Linked DNA regions of Mus musculus: region 1 is linked to region 2. The links are chromatin contacts, called in public HiChIP or PLAC-seq maps. All regions are on one chromosome and are shown on one strand. Each heading gives the region's core, a stretch centred on a gene start, on an enhancer-like site or on the middle of the called end of the contact. The rest is flanking DNA. Distances are from core to core; before and after follow the strand shown. Region 1 overlaps Cfap77 (cilia and flagella associated protein 77). Region 2 overlaps Ak8 (adenylate kinase 8).

What was found. HiChIP or PLAC-seq counts read pairs in DNA pulled down with a chosen protein or histone mark.
Region 1: an H3K4me3 HiChIP or PLAC-seq map of embryonic basal ganglia shows a contact between it and region 2, with 2.6 times the contacts expected there. The contact joins two enhancer-like sites. A contact is called at or near these places in 1 of 484 Hi-C or Micro-C datasets (bone marrow-derived macrophages) and 5 of 115 datasets of contacts at active chromatin or transcription factors (CD4 single positive thymocytes, embryonic basal ganglia, embryonic stem cells and 1 more).

What each region holds. Positions count from the first base shown.
Region 1 is chr2:29,003,948-29,007,847 of GRCm38.p6, reverse strand. The region is part of intron 1 of Cfap77 (cilia and flagella associated protein 77); the gene reads left to right. Among named protein-coding and RNA genes, the nearest start is that of Cfap77, 49 kb to the left of the region's middle. Within about 2 kb of position 1,462, at least 5 of the 459 cell types and tissues checked have an H3K27ac peak or open chromatin away from gene starts, as enhancers often do. A contact at or near this core is called in embryonic basal ganglia, where this site is marked.
Region 2 is chr2:28,778,115-28,781,604 of GRCm38.p6, reverse strand. All of the region lies in intron 11 of Ak8 (adenylate kinase 8), which reads right to left. Among named protein-coding and RNA genes, the nearest start is that of Mir3088, 47 kb to the right of the region's middle. Within about 2 kb of position 1,259, at least 7 of the 459 cell types and tissues checked have an H3K27ac peak or open chromatin away from gene starts, as enhancers often do. A contact at or near this core is called in embryonic basal ganglia, where this site is marked.

The DNA of each region.
Region 1 (3,900 bases), core at 213-2,712, 230 kb before region 2:
CTTTGGAAGGACCAAAATCAAAGTTTAAAGTTCAACCTCCGAGGAGGCCAGCCATATCTGTGATGTCTGTGTACCAGTCGTATTTATTCGTTTGTCTGTATTGAGACACGATTTCTCTGTGTAGCCCTGGCTGTCTGGAACTCACTCTGTGGATTAGACCTGCCTCAGACTCAGAGATCTGCCTGCCTCTGCCTCTGGAATGCTGGCTGGGATTAAGAACGTGTGCCACCACCAGTTTTTAATACAAATTTTGGATTCTGGGGCTGGGGAGATGGCTCAGTGGTTAAGAGCTCCCATTGTTCTTCCAGAGGATCTAAGTTCAGTTCCTAGCACACAACTGCCTATAACTCCAGCTCCAGGAGACCTTGTACCTTCTGGCTTCCATAGGCACCTATCCACACACAGGTGGCACACACACGCACGCACGCGTACACACACACACACACACACACACACACACAAACACACACTTAAAAGCCCTGGATTCTGAGGGTAAGAAGGTGTCTCCGTCAGTAGGCTGTCTGCTGCATAAACACAAGGCCATGAATCCATCCCCGTGCCCCTGAGCCTGGCTCGATACTCTGCACCCGCAATCCCAGTACTGGCAGAGGCCTGAATACCCCAGGGTTCAATGGCCAGACAGCCTAGCTGAATCATGAGCTCCAGATTCACTGAAAGACCCTGTCTGACAAACTAAGGCATAGAGTTATAGAGGAAAATACTTGATGTCAACTTCCGGCCTCCATATGTATGTACAAATATGTCCACAAACATGGATGTTGATCCTGGACTCCAAGGCTCAGGTCATCTTCTCTGGTGGGCAACACTGCATGTTGTCACTCACTGCCACCGAAGAAGATGAAGCTCCCTGATGGCCTTGTCAAGCTGTCCAGTTTAAAATGATACAAAAAGTGGGGAGCAAAACGTTCCCCCAAGGGTGGACTGAAGTGTAGTGGAGAGACTTACAGCCCCATAAAGCCGCCAGGCCAGACCAAGTCTCACTGGCTCTTTAAAACCCCAAGAAGGGCTTCATTTGCATTTAGATCTCCTTGCTCCCTCTTTTCATCTAAAGACAAATCCTCACAAAAGGCTGCTTAATTAGACCAAATTAGATTTCCACTCAGCCGCTTGTCATTCATTACAAAACGCTGTTCTTTTTCTATTTTGGTAATTACGGGCTGGTCTCCGCCCGTTTGTAGCCCTCACTCCAGCCGGTGCCTGACTAGCATCCCTGATCTGGTGCAGGGAAGAGGAAAATTACTCGCTAGCACCCACCTGTCTGTTTATAAGTTGGATCAAGACCGCCACTGCCACCCCACCAGTGCCTCTTACAAAGTCTGGGTGGGCGGCTCTTCATTCTCGAGTCTTTACTGATTAATTGTAGAGCAATACAGAGCCTGATCATGTTCAGGATGGAAAGCCACCGACAAGCAGATTTCACGAACAGTGTATAACCTGAGCTGTTTACCTGCGTTGCCTCACTTTGCACCGCCACCCGCTAGGTCATCAGCAGGGCAGTCACTCGCCCTCAGCCCTGCAGTTTCTTCACCCTGAGCATATTTGGGGAACTTGAATCTTTTCTTGCATGGTTTGTCTTTTCTTTCTGACCATAATAGGCTGCTATCACCGGGTGTTAGCTGGTGTCACAGACATGGGTATGTGGATCTGTTGAGGGCCCAGACAGCTGGGGCAGTGCTAAGGTCTATGGCAGTGTTCAATACTTACCAACTAAGAGGTGGGCAAGTTGACACAGTGCCCAGACCTGGCCACTTACAAACTCTCCCATAGTGCAGCTCAGGGTTCCTGGATGACTGAAGCAGGTGACGTGGTTCATGTGGTCCAGACTCAAACGACAGGGCTCTAGATCATGGGGGTCCAGGAAGAGGGTGACAGAGTCCACAAGGCCCTCAGGGTCAGTTGGAAGGTTTACATTTTACAGATGGAAGTCTGAGGCCAGAAGAGGACAGGGGCCATGCAAATGCCTTCCTGAGCTGCCCTTCCTATTAGCCTGCCCCACACACTCATACTAACAAGCACACACACACACACACACACACACACACACACACACACACACACACTCACACGGGGTGGGGGGAATGGTGGGAGAGAGAGATAGAGAGATGTCTCACCACGGCTCATTTTCTACCCAGAAGCCTTTACTGTCCCTCCGGAGATGAGACCAGAGGATCAGGAGTTTCAGTCTATCGTCAGCTGTATAGAGTTGGTGGCTACCCTGTGTTACATGCAAGCATGTGAAGGCAGGGGTTTGGATCAAGCCTAACTCCCCAGTGACATGAAGAACACACTTTACTTTAGAAGATCTGGACGGGGAGAGAGTGAGCTTTGTCATTTAGCTTCCAAAATCTTAGCCAATACACCGAGCATGTCCCTCAGTCCTGCCAGCAGTCCAAGAAGACTGTTGAATACCAAGCTCTGGTATCCTTTGGTGGGAGACTTTGGCATGCCATGCACTCTTGCAGCTGAGCCTGAGCTTCAGAAACCACCACCCAAGTCACATGGGGTTACTGGGATATAATGTCATGGGTGGGAATGTTCAAGCAGGGTGCAGAGTCCAGGGGCACTCCCTGGTGGTGGGATCTACAGTTGTTATTTATTTATTTATTTTTTACATTTTATTTTATATTTCATGTATCTGAGTGTTTGCCTGCATGTATATTTGTGCGCCATATGCACACAGTGTTCGAAGTCAGGCCCCTCAAGCTGGAGTTAAGGGTGATTGTGAACAACCATGTGGGTGCTGGGAACTGAGCCTGCGAGAGCAAAACGCCCTTTAAAGGTTGAGCCATCCTCTCCCCGGGTGAGAGCGTCTGCTCGGGTGTTTGGGAGCTCTAGGGGCGAAGAAGGAAGGCAGACTTTATTGGCTTTGTTTGAAGAATGGTTCAGGCTTTCCAAAAAAAAACCCAAAAAACAAAACCCTCAGGAAAGGCATTGTTGGAAGGGAGCCTGAGAGGGTGTGGGAAGGCTGCATCCAGGAGTCAAGAGTGTGGCTCCTGCAGCTCCTGGGCTCCTGGCTGCATCTCAAGAAGCACCATTGTCTTTTGGTCCCACGTGGTTTATTCTTCTCTGAGACTCAGTAGCTGAAAAGCCTTCAGGCACCAAACTCAAAATTTTTTTACATTCAATTATTTTAAAAGCTGCTCAAGCAAGCAGAATTTTAGCCATTCAGAACCTATGCGAGTCTATTGTAAGGAACTAGCATGGTAGGTGCAGCCCTGTGTGGGATGAAGCCCCAGGTTTGTCTCTGCTTTTTTTTCTTCTTCTAATTTTGTTTGGGGTCTCAGATGTCCCAGGCTGGCCTCCGAGCCATTATGTACTTAAGGATGACCTTGAACTTCTGATCCTCCTGCCTCCACCCTCCTAGTGATGGGAACATGTGTGTGTGACACCATGCCTGGCTTGCGAGGAGCTGGGGATGAAACCCAGGGCCTTCTGCATGCTAGGCAAGCCCTCTACTAACGGAGCCCAGTTCCTACAATTGTAAAGCTCTAGCTACCAACACTCACAGAAGCTCCCGAGGCTCCGGCTCCGAGACTTCTGATGCCACAGTAGAGACACAGCTGTGCTCTGAGCTCCTTCCTCTCCCTGGGAGTGCTTGCTTCCTTCTCTTAATGGGTCGACGGTCCCTGTCTGCTGGACAGTGTAAGCGAGGGAGAGTTCCCCTTTCCATGCAATGACTCTTGCAGCGTAATCACATTTTCCCCCTTCATTAGCCTCAAGTCCTAGGCCTCATTCCTACACTCTTCCTCCTCTTCCTCCTCCTCCTCCTGTAACCAGGAGCTGTCTTAGAAGCTGCCCCACCCCCACCCCAGGAGACCAAGCACCCATGGGACCTCTGTAGTGGCTGCCACTGCCTCCATTACTCTCCTTGGGGAGCAC
Region 2 (3,490 bases), core at 10-2,509:
ATATGTCTCTCTGTGTGTCTGCAGGAGTTTATGTACACCACACACATGCAGGTGCCTGAGGAGGCCAGAAGAGGGCATCAGATCCCTTGGAATAGGAGCAGCAGATGGTTGTGAGCCACCATGCGTGTCCTCTAAGCAGCAAGCAGCAAGTGCTCACAACCGCCGAGCCAGCTCTCCAAGCCCTGACTCTTTCAACTAAAAGAGTAATTAGCTTTGGAACTGGCACAGTGATCCTACTTCTGTGAACTCTTCCTAAGAAGCCTAAATCAAATGCAAATACATCATTCATCACGAGAAACAGAACGCTGAGCCCTCTGCCAACAGAGGGCAGTTGGATGCCCACTAAACAGACATGGGCAGTGTAAGACGTCCTGGTGCTTAGGGAGTTCCAGGTACTGATAGCACTACAGCATTCTGTAGATGAAGGAGCAAGCTGGCCTGCAAGTACCAGTGACTCTCTTTGTTTAAAGCTACTGTTTTGCAGCTCACCAGGAAGCAACTGGGTCACAGCCCAGGCCATCTCTCTTTCAACTGGCTTCATTGCTCATTCACCAAACAGTGACCAAGACAGAGTCCCTAAGGCCAGTGGCCAGGTGGCAGACAAAATGAGAAGACTGGACAGTGGGGATGGATGACCGTGAACCTCCTTGGAAGAAGACATCAAAATCACAAGACAGCAGAGCCCTGTATGTTGCCCTGGCACATGGTTTTGAGCTCCAGCCCCACCCGCCCAAGTTTTTGGGAATCTTTCTATTTATTTATTGATTGATTGATTGATTGCCCTCTCAAGATTATCCACACTCTGAAAATCTCGCTGACAAACATGAACAATCAGGCTGACTTAGTGCTGACTCCACAGACTGTGGGGAGCAGCTGAACAGCAGGGGGACCCTCTGGGGAAGCTCCACAGGTGGTGCTGGGTCCCCAGCAGGGCTCACACAGTTGGTTGGTCGGTCAGGGAGGAGGTGAGCGTGAGCGGCCGGAGTGTGCAGAAAGCACAGCCAGAAGGGCCCTGCAAGGGTGTGAAGACTTCTCCAGAACACTGCCTGCAGGGGCCCTGAACCAGCAGCAAGGCCCCCACCACCCCCATCTCTCGATTTCTGAGAAGCCCAGCCTTTATACCGACTTCCACTTGCCATTCCAGCCTGGAACCGGATCTCTGTTAATTAATAAAGCTGTCAGCGGACAGTCCTCCCTGGTCATTAGGAACCTTTCAGAACACAATCCTGCCGTCATCACCCACCCGACCCCTCCGATTATGGTGCAATTAACTTAATGCTATGCAAATGAGAGGCTCTTTTCATCATTAGCTTATAGCTAATCGCATAATTGGGCATTCAATGGGGTAATTAGACACGATCTCCTCCATTAGTCTTACAAGGCTAATTATTGTTGAGGGAGGGAGGGCGGCCCTCCCAGAGCTTCTTGCCCTGTGCCACATCTGGTACAAAGCTAAAACAACCAACGGAGACTCCACCAGGTAAAATGCAATCCAACCTGCCATGGCTGCCATAAGGCTGGTGGGAAGCAAACATGGGCGGGAAGGCTGGTGGGCAGCTCTGCCCCTCACCTGGAGACTATGGCATTTAACAGTAAAAGGAAGAACAGTTGAGACCACTGCCAAGCCCCAGCTAGGACCGGAGGCCTAGCCCGAAGCCAACAGTAGTAGTAGCTCCAGGGGACCGGCTTCAGCTCTCTGAGCTTCCATCTCTTCTTCAGGGCCATGAGGAGGGTGAACCCAGGGCACTTCTGGGTGTGGCTTTCCTTATTTGAGCCATGCAAAGAGAAAAGACAGCCTAGTATCTTGGGCTTACAGTGACAAGGGAGAGATGGGTTGGGAGGTTGGGAGGTGTCTCCCCTGTCCCCAACCCCTGTCTGTAACCTAGGAACAGGCATAAGCAACAGCTTTCCAGACTGATTTATAACGATCAGGTAATGGTCTCTGACACCGTGTGGGGGCCCTGGTGAACACGCTGGGGAATGTACAGAGGCTCTGTGGGGTTAGGCCAAGAGCAATGACAGAATCCAAGTCACCTCACAAATACTGAAGGACCAAGGCCACTAAGCCCCGTGATCTAGAAACAGACACCAAATGAGACAGGATCAAGTGGGGTGAGCAATATTAGATCTCCTCTCCAAGCCGGCCAGAGCTGAGCTGGGGGAAGCTCGCCACATCTCATCTACACAGTGCGAGCTAGCTCAGGGTGCAGAGCAAAAGCCTCACAAGAAGCAGTCAATAAGAACCCCAAAGCAACTCTGAGGGATGTACCAAGGGCTCCTCAGAGAGAGGAGGGATACGCTTGGAAACACTGTGAGGAGAGTTGGCTGGGGCAGGTCTCCATCTATCTAGAACATTCTAGATAGACCAAAATTCCCTCAAGGCTCTCAGCCTTCTACTGCTGCATATGAACAACCAGGGCCACTGTCCACTCATGTCATATTTGGAACCACCAAAGAAATAAGCAAGGCGGGAGCTCCTTCTAGAACCCAGGGACACTACCACACTGAACATGTGGGAACTGGAGGTCCACCAGCTCCCCCACCCAGCTCCTGCCTTACCCAGACCCATCCTGGGTGTTCTGCACATGCTGACCTGAGCTCCCTGGGTGTTCAGTATGTGCTGACCTGTGTCCCCGAGGTTGATATGAGCAAGCTCCTGCTCCTGGAGCTTCAGAGGACAACTGTGTTAGAGACAGGGCTTTGGAGGGGTGACTAAGTTACTCTCGGCAACCAGAGGCTGAGCCAACAAGCTCTACGTGTTCCTGTAAGAGATTCCCAGACATTCCAAGACATCTGGGCCCTGTATGCACAGGGATGATCATGTGAGGACGTGGCTAGAAGGGAGTCTAAAGCCCAGGAGAGAGGCCTTGGGAGGAGCCATGTCTGCTAGATAGACCAAGCTGAGCAGGAACTTGAAACAATCCTATTGCCTCTGACCCCGTACTGTTGAGGTTACAGGCATGAGATATCACAGTCACACACCTGTCTCACCGCAGCAAGCCTCTGTCCCATGTCACAAAGGCCTTCCCTGGCCACCTTCCAGCCAACAGGTTCCCTTTCTCTCCCTTCTCTTGTCCTCTCTCCCTTATTCTTCATAGAATCTGGTATGTCACATGCATGTGGACTGTGACATACCTTCCTCACTCCAGCCCGAAGGGAAGACACATGATGGCAAAGCGTACCAGGTTTCCTTTCCCTTTGTGTCCTGGGAACTCAAGTGGGATTTGCAGAGCAAGCATGCCATGGGCATGACCACTGACCTGTCACACCAAGAACAATGTGTGTAGTTCTGCACTCACGTGGAGCCTGGAGAGACCAGAGTTTCAAGTGTTTCTGTAGGAGGCAGTGTTTGAGCTAGGCCTTTAGGAACGGCAGGATTTGTATGAAACCCTACAGGGATCAGAAAGGAGAACTGGAAGTAGGTGGGTGAGCAGAGACATGAGAACAGGAAAAAAAAATGGGAGTGGGGGTGGGGTGGGAAGGAGCAGGC